Regions from separate parts of the Arachis hypogaea genome. Here regions 1 and 3 are each linked to region 2. The links are chromatin contacts, called in public Hi-C maps. All regions are on one chromosome and are shown on one strand. Each heading gives the region's core, a stretch centred on a gene start, on an enhancer-like site or on the middle of the called end of the contact. The rest is flanking DNA. Distances are from core to core; before and after follow the strand shown. Region 1 holds the start of LOC112771648 (probable sesquiterpene synthase). Region 2 holds the start of LOC112771212 (protein SHOOT GRAVITROPISM 6). Region 3 holds the start of LOC112771649.

Region 1 (3,939 bases), core at 995-3,494, 160 kb after region 2:
TGTCGGAGCAAACGAAAAAATAATGCAGTAAAGTGAAGGTCACATTCTTCTATAGCAAGATCTTTGTTAATAAAATCATTGTGGATGTGTACTAATATTCTGTCAATCTCATTTTCAAAATGATAAGATATACTCAATCGTTGAATTGAATCAATTAAGCTTAATCTTTGTAAGATATTATTATCATTAGAAAGCAAATTCATCTTCACTTTTTCTTTATGCATTTGAACTTCTTGTTTCATGATTTCGTTCACTTCCTGCAAAGTTTTCAATTTAATATTTAGTTCAAATGCATGAAAAATTAACAAATAATGAGAGTAAGTCATATCTCTTTACATATGATCAACTATTCAATTTGATCTAAATTTATTATGACATTTCTTTTTTCTTTTAGAGATAATAAAAATCGAACACTAAATCATTCAATCATAGATATTCTGATATAATATAATGATATTATGATACTTTATTCAAAATTTAAGCCAATAAAAAAATATATAAATAATTATATTTCTAACAAAATTATTATATGATGATTTGTTGAGAAAGTTATAGCTTCGATGTAACACTTAAATATAATCAGATACAAATCAGACTGGTACTAGTAATAATGTTTTATGTTTCAGTTATTATGCATATCATTTCTCAATTTAATTTGGTTGTTAAATAAATTTTTTAAGTTTTCAGTATTAAAAATAGAAAATTTTTGTGAAAGCAAATATTTACTAAAGTTGCTTTTCAGTTTTCAGTATGAGTTAACTTCCACAAAGTTATACTATATATTTTTGTTGTTATGAAAAAAATATAACGTAAAAGATTGAAAGTTGTGCCATTTTAATAATAAGTAAAGAAGAGTTTTTATTTGTTTGATAAGAAAACAAAAACGTAAGTTAAAAATATAAAAGTCAATATTAAAATGAATCTTATTTATTAATTAAGTATATAATTATAGAAATGTTTACAAAATGCAGACTAGGCTATTTTAATACTATGACTCTTTAAAAACTAAAAAACAAAAGAAAATTAACGAGATTATATTTTTTTCTCTTTTCAACTTAATTAGGTTATCTTCATTAATTAAAAAAAAAAACAAATAAAAAAGAAAGAAAGAAAGTATATTATTAAAAAGACAGTCTAATGAATAAATATGTTAATGCAAGATTTCGAAAAGAACTCCATTCAAAGAGTGTATTATACACAACCGAATCTAATAATTATTTTCGTGGTTATTTTCACAGTTTGAACTCGATCTTGACTTTGAAATCACATGGAAATAATTCAATCATTACTTTAAAATTCTCTTTTAAAACATATGTATATATAAACTAAGAGTTTAATTTAGATACTGACTATGTAAAGCGTTTTGTATTATCGTGTAATTATACCTGTTCTTTTAGATGACCACTCACACGATCAATGTAAAATATAGTTATTTTTACTGATGTAATATTGTGTAATTAGATGCACGTGAAAAACTATTTTATACTGACAGTACATTAAAATTAAATTCATAAACTAATTATGTATTTTCTTATAACAAAATATGAATTTAATTTTAATATACTGTCAGTGTAAAACATCTTTATATGTACATCTAATTACATAACATAATATCATAAAAAAATAACTACTATTTTTATGAACTGTGTGAATAGTTATTCAAAAAAATAAATATGATTACATAACTATATAAAACATTTTACACTATGATATCAATACATCAAAATTAAACTCAACAAAACAGATATCCAAAAATATACAAAAAGTTATGGAAATTTTTGGGATTACATTTGCATACTAGAAATACAATATAGATAACTTGTTTTATACAACTAGGGATCCCGTCCATATATATATAACTATCATTCTTGTTAAAGACACTTACCCAAGCATTATTTTGAGTTTCTGGCGTAGAAGTGATCAGATATATACTATCCGTATTTTGAATATATGTATAAGTTTAACAATATACTGATATTTCATCATACAAAATTAAATAAGATACCAAGGATTCAGAATCAGCGTATTTTTGGAAAGTATCGTGCCAAATGCTAGGAGCAAAATTTGCAGAGGGTCGCTTTGAGTTAGAAGGGGCAGGTTGACTCGAAGTCATCACTGGAACTGAAGCTGAAAGAGATATGTATAGTATTGGGTAATGAACGATATTAAGACGTTTACAACCAATAATTATATAGAATATGGTTCACTAATGCAAAGGGAGATGAGTTAATGTCCCTAGCTGGATGCCCATTTTTAAATGTGAAGATTGTGCATGTGACCCCAAGTGGATAAACAAGATTCCTTTTTATTTTGTCTTGTTAAAAAGTGAGTGAATTCTCTAGCCATTCCTCAATTATTAAAGAATTGCATATCCTTTAATCTTGAATAGTATTAACTATCTTTAACCTTATAAATTAGTTAATTGAATAAATGATCATTTGTACTCATGAGAGATGAAAACGCTGACATTTGTATCTATGATTGTAACACCCTAACTACCAAGGCTCACGCTTCCGGCTGCGCGACTTTGATAGCTCGGACATTACGACGACACTTATACTATTTAATACTAAAATATGAGTCTGTTTAAAACTTTAAACCGTAATACCGCTCCCAAAAATACTTTCGTTCGATAACGTACATCCACAAATACCATACAACTTACAACAACTCACAAACAGTACATCCATATATATACATAAATATATATAAATAACTTTACAAGCATTAACCAATACAATTCCTATCCCTCTTACAGAATATAACAAGATAAAGGCGAGGGTACAATAAACCATAACTAAAACAATACAGAGCATCTCAACAACAACTAAATAAACTCTTCGTGACTTCAGCACCCATATCCTGAAAGGGAAAAAATGTAGGGGGGTGAGAACATCATCCTCGAAAGGGTTCTCAGTAGAGGGTTTTTGGAAATTACTGTAATAGGATACGTGAAGATAAACCGTACTAGTGATTAATAATCGTCTTATGCCTCCTTTTCAAAAAAACGGTTTACAATAAAGGTAAAATCTGAAAATCTTTTCTGAAAAAAGAACCGTTCAATTCTCAAAAACTCAAAGCCTTTCAAAATGGTTTATCTATGCGGAACCACAATAGCCCTTCATATTTTATTCCAAACCAGAAACACAAAACCGAAATCAACCATCGGTTCATCTCATTCCAACCACGGCCCTAGGCCCAAACAATCCAACAACAACCAATCACCACAATCCAACAGAGTCCCAGTTGCAAACACAGATAGGAGGTTCAAGCACAAACAAACAGTTATAGCAAGTAGAGCAAGTAGCAGATAATCTCAAATAGTCACAAAGGCAAACCAAGTACAATATGCACACCCAAACAATGTCACATAGATGCATATGATGCATGCCTGTCCTAGTGGCTGATGATATCATCTGTCGGTTATATAGCCAACCCGACACGTCCTGGTAGCTAACCATGGACAGAAACACCCATCGCGGAGCAAGTAGGTTTGAGCTACAACCCCATTGCTACTACCCGCTCAACCCAGAGCCAGTGGAATAACCACTACTGCGGCTACTACCCAGGCGGGTGTTTAAAAGCTCAACCTGGAGCGAGTGGAATCACCACTACTATCGCTACTACCCAGGCGTCACAGTCTCTGACCTGGAGCAAGTGGGACGAACCACCATCCTTGCTACTACCCAGGTATCTCAACACATATATTCATTCAATTTAAAATCAATCATCATTGTTATCAAATCTCAAACATTAACCTGGAGCAAGCGGGACGAACCACAACCCTTGCTACTGCCCATGATCTCAAATCATACATTCATTCAGTTCAGAATCAATATCATACATAGCCATTCCGACTCATAACAAAATGGCACCTCCACCATTCAACATCATCAAATTCATAAATCGACATTCAAGCCATAAATCACTTTTCTCAAT
Region 2 (3,707 bases), core at 515-3,014:
ATTAGTTAAAAGGCTATGAATAGCATTTTTTTCCATTTCTATAAAGATAAATTTTGCTGTCAAAATTATTGCCACTGCCACTAAATGCAGGCTCCAGTTTGACACCAACTTGAAATATTATTTTTAAGTTGCTGAAATAGCTAATTGCATTTCATAATAAATTGGAACAGCATTTTTATCCCCAGTAACTCCTGCAACCGTGTTTCCTTCTAGCAGTTTTCCATTTAAGTGTTCTGCTTAGAGAAACTATCATGCTGAATGTGGAAGCTATTACTCTGTACCTTCATAGCCATCTTTGTTTTCTGGTCCAACTAAGGAGAAACCATTGATGGCATAAGCACCATAGAGAAGACACTATGTGCTTCAATTTGTGTTTCATGTCCGGATGAGCCATGGCCACAAGCAATTGATGGAACAAGGCATCAGGGAAAGCCTGGAATAAGTCCAGAAAACACCCTATGTCTTTAGATAAACGAATAAAGCTGAATAGGTAGAAATGTTATTTCCAGTCTATGTAGGAATGCTTGTCTTCTTCTGATATGACACATTAGGGACATAACTGATTAATTTTGCGGTTTGATAGACAGCAGAAATTGTTGTTCTGGCTAGGAGGGTAGAAGTAGAAATATTCTCTAAAACCACAGCCATCAAATCAAGAATGGGTCCTACATCGCCAACCTGTTCTACAAAGCACACTACTTCAGGAATTACATTAAATCAAACTATTGGCAGTTCAGTATTTTAACAATCAGGTTCTAAGCATGAGATCTGAAAAGGAAATAGAGTCACTATCACCTTCACAGTTTGAAGAAAGTCACTAAGGAATAATTCCTGTGTTTCCTTGGACTGGTGACTGCAGGCCAAGATTTCCATCATATGCTTGACAGCCACATCATATATCCCAAGTTAAGCATACCACCTATAACAATGAAAAGTAAGAAAGTTTAAAGAATCTAGATGCATATGTTCTACATTATTAAACAACCAGAATATTCTATTACTGAAGCAAGTCAAACTTACTGTCCTATATGAAAATGAACATGATCATTGATGTAGCTCCAAGTAGAAGGATCACTATCACACTGCAGCAAGAAGCAGCAGCAAAAGAAAAAAGATAATGCAGTGAAAGGAAACACCAAAAATTGAAAAACCATGAGGAAAAAAGCTTCAACAACAAATTTTAAATCAAACTTATTACTAAAATCAGAAAAAAACAAATCTAACTAAACCTAATCTAATCAAAACCTAAAAATCCACTAATCAGAAAACAAATCTAACTAAACTAATTACTAAAATCAAACTAACTAAACAAAATTAATTGAACTTAACAGAAATTAAAAGAATTTTGAAACTAAAACCTGGAAGCATTGACTGGAGGAGATGATGGCTATGGCGCTGAGAAGATATGCGAGCCAGAACTGAGTGGGGATAAAAGGAGAGGGAGAGGCGCGGCGGTGGTGGGGACAGACGCTGCTACAGGTGGCGCCAGCGTGCTGGAGCTCACCTGAGACGAAGAGAACAGGAACTTGAGCTTGATTTGTTCTACGAACGAGAAAAAACGAGAGAGATAGGGGCTGTGTTCTACTGGTTCAGTGTTTAAAAGAGAGGAGAAGAAGGAGAAGGTAGCTGCGGTGGTTAGGGTGGCGGCGGTGGCGCTGTGAGTGAGGAAAGGAGAAGAAGAAGCTCGTGCGAGGAGAAACTCGTTGAAGGAGAGAGGAGCAACTCGTTTGTTATGTGATTTTGTGTGTGTGAAAGGGGTTCGATAGGGTGGGGAGAAGTTAGGTTTAAATTAAAATTTTTCGACGGAAAATTTTAAATTACAGACGAATTTTTCCGTCTGTAATAATTTAATAAAAATAGCATTTTTACCTATTTAATTTTCCGTCTGTAATCATTTCTCACGAAAAAAAATAATTTTACCGACAGAGTTATCGACGGATTCTGTTTTCCGTCTGTAATTTATGCTAATTCATTTTTTTGTTTTCCGACAAAAAAATCCCTCTAAAATTCTGTCTGTATTTCCGAGGGATAAAATCCGTCGAAAATATCCGTCTGTAATAACTAATTTTCTAGTAGTGTAAAAATTAATAATAAATTATTAAAAAATAATAAAAAATTTTTACACAGTTTTATTTATTATAATTTATTACACAGTACTATTAGTATCATAAAAATTAATAATAAATTATTAAAAAATAATAAAAAACTTCTAAACAGTTTTATTCTTATAATTTATCACACAGTACGGTTAATATCATAAAAATTACTGATAAATTATTAAAAAATAATAAAAACTTATTAAAAATAATACAAAAATTATGAAATAGTATTTTTTATTATTAAATAATAATAATAATAATAATAATAATAATAATAATAATAATAACAACATTAATAATATAATAATAACAATAATAATAATAATATTAAAATTAATAATAATAATAATATCATTGAAAATAACAATAAAATTATTAGTTAAAACACAAATACATAAAATATAAATAAATATATTTATTTATTAATCACAAAATAAAAAAAAATTACTTACCCATTGAGGATGATTCAGATATTCAATAATGTGTTCTTTCGATTTGGTAAAATCACGAACCATTTTTATCAAACCCTTCAAAGTATACTTTTTTTCTCCCACACTTGCTTCTTCACTCTTATTCCTTCTTCAGTTCTTCTTCAGCAACCTTTCTCACTCTCGTTTTACACTATACGTTTTTTCACCCTTGGACTTACTTGCGTTTTGGTTTTATAAGCGGATTCACCATCCTCAACGACACGTGTCGCGCATGCAGCTTGGGAGGCTGCCAATCGCAACCTGCGATTTTCCCTGCACGACTGACAAACGCAGCCTGCGTTTTGCCGAGTCCAATACTGGTCAACACCTGCTCTAGTCTGCATGCAGGAGACACCAGCTAGCCCTCGTTTCGAAATTCGGTTGCCTGCCCTGCCAATCGCAGGTTAAGTTTTGCAGGCACCAACATTTTCTTGATCTTCGTCCCACTCAAAACGTAGGTTATGTTTTGTGGTTTCTGACTAGCAAATCCACATTTGTGCATAATACGCCATTCATCCATTTTTCAATATTTTTCCATTTTTAAATTCATTTACAAATTAATTTTTGTCTTTTTTTTTAGAACAAGAAAAATGATCTCATTATTAACGACTAATCTTGGAGTATATAGAAGCTTCAAATCACTAACAAAAATAAGAAAAACAATTAAACAACAAAGAACAAAGTATAACCTTATTTAACTTATTGCAAATAGCAAACAACATAGTATAACACAAACAATCAACAAAGAGAAATTAAACAACATACATGTTAGATTTTAGTCTCAGTTTCTTAATTATATTATAATAAAATTTGTTAGAATTATTTATTTAGAACAAATGTTAAACAATTTATTTCTTGAGGAAACTGCTACACGACGATGGGGTCCAAAAGCAGTGCCATGATGTGATCGTTCAGAAGTTCACAGTTGGTGTATTTATCTTCAAAGTTTGCATATATAAACTCACATATGCGTGCCAAGTTAACAATGCAATCAAGGATGGGTCTTGGGATTTCCTCAGTTAATTTGAGATACTCTTCGTTCATATCCTTCCAAGAATCATTGATATCCTTTTTGATGAATTCATAGGCCTCCTCTTCTGAGAAGTCATATTGCTTCATGCAACTTTCTACTGCGGAA
Region 3 (3,778 bases), core at 1,185-3,684, 200 kb after region 2:
TTGAGAAAGCCAAGTGAGTTGAGGACATTATGAGCAAAGTCAAAAAAGAATATACTCAGTCTCCAACCAGCTGCAAACCCCTTCTTTTTAAGGAATGAATAAAATATATTTTCAGTTAAGCAAATCAACAAACACCACAAAATGCATTCCAATTCCAAAATTTAAAGTGAAAAAAAGGGCACATGTAATAAACCAATCATATTTAAATCACATGTCTATATTAAAATTTTCAACCCATTCACCTTAAAGCCTAAATTGTTTTTGGGCTTCCCTAGGGGAATGACGACCGTCCTCAAGTGTCTGAGCTTTTGAAAAAATTGATGATGTTCCTCTTAATCCTTTTGTGTTGCAACATGAAATTGTAAGCATTTTGATTAGAAAACTTGACTCAGACACTTCAGATACTTAAATATTGACAATTTAAATTTGAGAAACAAACGTAAGCTTTCTTATTAACATCATACTTTGTTGTAGCAAGCTTAGCCATATCAGCAAGTGTAACCTAAAGTACAGTAAAAAAAGTTATACTCCATGAAAAAGAATGTTAGTAATGACATAATGCACAAAAAATGGCAGACTTTAGGAAATTTTTATCCTATAAATTGTTTAAAATATTGGACACACCTAGACTTCGGAATCAAATAGATAATTTTTGTCTAGACCAAATTTAGCACTATAATGATTTCAAGCTCAATTATTCTAATATAAAGCATTTAAAAATAAACAAATAGTTCATACACAAAGTTCAAGCATCCAATATCTTGTCCATGAGAATCTTCATTTGCGTCTTTCATCATGATAATTGTAGTGCACAACATCACTCCTTTTCACCTAAAGTAACCAATATAACTATTGTCTCCTTTCAAGATTGTATTAATAATGAAATCAAAACAAAAGTAAATAACCAACCTTCAACTTCTCATGAGCTTCCTTCTTAATCTTTCCATGAATTCTCTTTCCTTAATTATGTGCATCCTTTTTTAAAGATCTCAAAATCTTGTGATGAAATAAAAAACCAAGTAATAATAATTTAACGATATACAACAACATATAAATGTGTAACAAATAAATTAACACTTATAACTTCGTTTAAGAAAACATGATTGATAGGCATTAACGGAAGCACTACAGCAAGCACAAATACAATGCACATACAAAAAAATGTCAAAAGAACAAAAGAAAAGGCATTTATAGTAATATATCAGCTACAAACGTATGCATAGTTTTATCAAATAATCAAATAATAAAAGGAACATATGAGGAAGTCATCCTTTGAACAACACGTTCACTAAATCATTATAGAGATTAGACCATTAAAGGAAGATGAAATTAAACAATAGACAACAGTAAAGGATGTTAGTACTTGGTGAAAACAATGGGTGCATTAAGTAAATTGCAATGATTTCAAAACAACAAATCAATTAAGGAAACTTTATCCATTAAAAAAAAGTAACCAAATTTGAAAGGATTTTCTACCTTGGATTCAGTTGCATAATGCATATTTCTTGTTCAAATAATGCACTGCCTAGATATACATAAACAAAGAACTGAAATTTTTAAATAGTCTTTACTTTTTCCAGAATCAGCACTATAATGAGCACTGAATCCAAGCTTCCTAGCATCATTCATTTTTAGAATAGCCTAAAACCTGAGCACGAAGTCGAATTATCCGGGCATCTCATTATTTTTTTTAAAAATGGTATCGGAAAGAAGAACACCACAGAAGCTCTAATTTGACACTAACACCAACGACAAAAATAACTAAAAAATTAAATATATATTGGGGCTTAAACAACAGATACCAATTTCATTGAAAAATCATAACTTTGTCAAAAGTTTTCAACGACAAACATTAAACCCAGAAAAAAAGAAGAAAGAAAGGCAGAACATGAAAGATCAATTTACCTATATTTTGCAGGGAAGATGTGTTCGCAGAAGACATGCATTGTGATGATGTGCGATATCAGGAGCAACAAAAGAATTAATAAAGTGGAACTGAGGGCGTTATGCACAATGCCGAACAGTTCTTGAACCCTGAAAAGCAACGTACCAAAGAGGAAGATATGGATAATTGAAGAATATGATTTTGTTAAAAAGGAAGGAAGGAAGATTTGTGACTCGATATAATTGGATTTAGATGCAGAAGAAGTCCACAGTCGCTGCCGCTTCGTCAACCACTGTAACCCCAAAATACAAAAAACTCACTTCAACATCTCACAAAAGAGGAAAGGGAAAGAGAATGTAACAAAATCACAACGATCAACCGTGAGAAAAAATCAGAACCATAAGCAAACTAACCATGAGGAATGATGAAGAATACGGAAGTTGAAGAAAACAACAGTGCAAGTGTGCAACCCTTCTGGACAAACTATGACGCCACTGTACGTAAAACAGGGGAATTGGAAGAAGCATTGGAATTCGAACTAGCCTAACTCGAATTACGAAGGAACACGTGATTTACATAATTCGAATCTACATGGTTCGAACTACCAAGGAGCATAATTCGAACTAGCTTGGTTCGAATTACACATTGAACGCTTCCCAAAGTAATTCGAACTTAGTTGGTTCGAATTACTCAAAATTTCCCTCAAATAGTAATTCGAATGGGGTTGGTTCGAATTACATAGATTTCGGCTATATAAGGAGTTTGAATCAGCCTCATTCGAATCACTTTTCCATTCTCATACCCCACCAAATCCCAGAGAAAACGACCCAGATTCGAGCCGACAAAGACTCGAACAGAATACTCAGCCGATGGGAGACGATCCGGAAAGGCTATATCGGTTGGACGGAGTTGCTCATATAGCTGGGGTCATCAACGACGAGGTTAGTAGATAGAAAACTTTGTGCTAGCGGTTTATCTGAGTTAGTGGTTTTGCATGCGATTTTAGTGGCGGTTTATCCTAGTGGAATTGCAAGTGGTTTATTTTAGAGGTTTTGCATTTTGTTTAGTTGGTAGTTTATGTTAGTGGTTTTTATTAGTGGTTTTTGTTAGTGATTTTGTATGGGATTTTGTTGATGGTTTATGTTGGTAGTTTATTTTGGTGGTATTGGAAGTGGTTTATTATGTGATTTTGTGTGCGGTTTATGATAGTGGTTTTGCATGTGGTTTTCGTAAGTGGATTTGTATGCGGTTTATGTTAGCGGTTTAGGCATGTGGTTTTGTTGGCGGTTTAGGTTAGGAGTTTTTAGTAGTAGTTTTTGTTAGTACTTTTGTATGCGGTTTTGTTGTTGATTTATTTTGGCGGTTTATTTTGGTGGTATTGGAAGTGGTTTACTATGTGGTTTTGTAAGCGGTTTATGATAGTGCTTTTGCATGTGTTTTTCATAAGTGGATTTGTATGTGGTTTATGTTAGTGGTTTAAGCATGTGGTTTTGATACTGGTTTGTTATATTGGTTTTGCATGTAGATTCTGTTAGTGGTTTCCATAAGTGGTTTCCGGTGTTAGTTATTTTTGTCACTGGTTTTCTAAGTGGTTCTAATAATGCCGTCCATGTAATGCGCAGTCACAGCGATGCATCAGGAGCATGCGGCGGCACCAGGGCATGAGACTCGATGAGCGGTATGTTCCGTACTTGCAGATGGCCGGATTATACCATCTTGCGAGGCTGAACGATAGATGGTTCCGGTTAGATGAGCCCCTTGTCAGTGCCTTCGTCGAGCGGTGGCGTCCGGAGACGCACACCTTCCATATGCCGTTCGGAGAGTGCACGATCACAGCCTTCTGCTTCGCCAACCAAACCCTCATGTACGTCGGCCTAAACCCAAAGTGTGCGG

The links. A called contact is a pair of places that touch in the nucleus more often than the background predicts.
Region 1: a contact with region 2 is called in a Hi-C map of leaf, with 3 times the contacts expected there. The contact joins the promoter of LOC112771648 here to the promoter of LOC112771212 in region 2. A contact is called at or near these places in 3 of 8 Hi-C or Micro-C datasets (leaf and an unstated tissue).
Region 3: a contact with region 2 is called in a Hi-C map of leaf, with 2.6 times the contacts expected there. The contact joins the promoter of LOC112771649 here to the promoter of LOC112771212 in region 2. A contact is called at or near these places in 2 of 8 Hi-C or Micro-C datasets (both in leaf).

Annotation. Positions count from the first base shown.
Region 1 is chr18:16,842,532-16,846,470 of arahy.Tifrunner.gnm2.J5K5, reverse strand. It overlaps LOC112771648 (probable sesquiterpene synthase), which reads right to left and starts at 2,244. Exons shown (of 6, transcript XM_072225592.1): 1 at 2,006-2,244; 2 at 1-257. The coding sequence starts at 2,113.
Region 2 is chr18:16,997,712-17,001,418 of arahy.Tifrunner.gnm2.J5K5, reverse strand. It overlaps LOC112771212 (protein SHOOT GRAVITROPISM 6), which reads right to left and starts at 1,764. Exons shown (of 12, transcript XR_011876091.1): 1 at 1,359-1,764; 2 at 1,021-1,082; 3 at 796-919; 4 at 282-683. It overlaps LOC112773068 (probable sesquiterpene synthase), which reads right to left. Exons shown (of 5, transcript XM_029294773.2): 5 at 3,294-3,707. The coding sequence ends at 3,437.
Region 3 is chr18:16,798,071-16,801,848 of arahy.Tifrunner.gnm2.J5K5, reverse strand. LOC112771649 reads right to left here and starts at 2,434. Exons shown (of 9, transcript XR_003187141.3): 1 at 2,299-2,434; 2 at 1,906-2,177; 3 at 910-996; 4 at 739-831; 5 at 465-502; 6 at 243-338.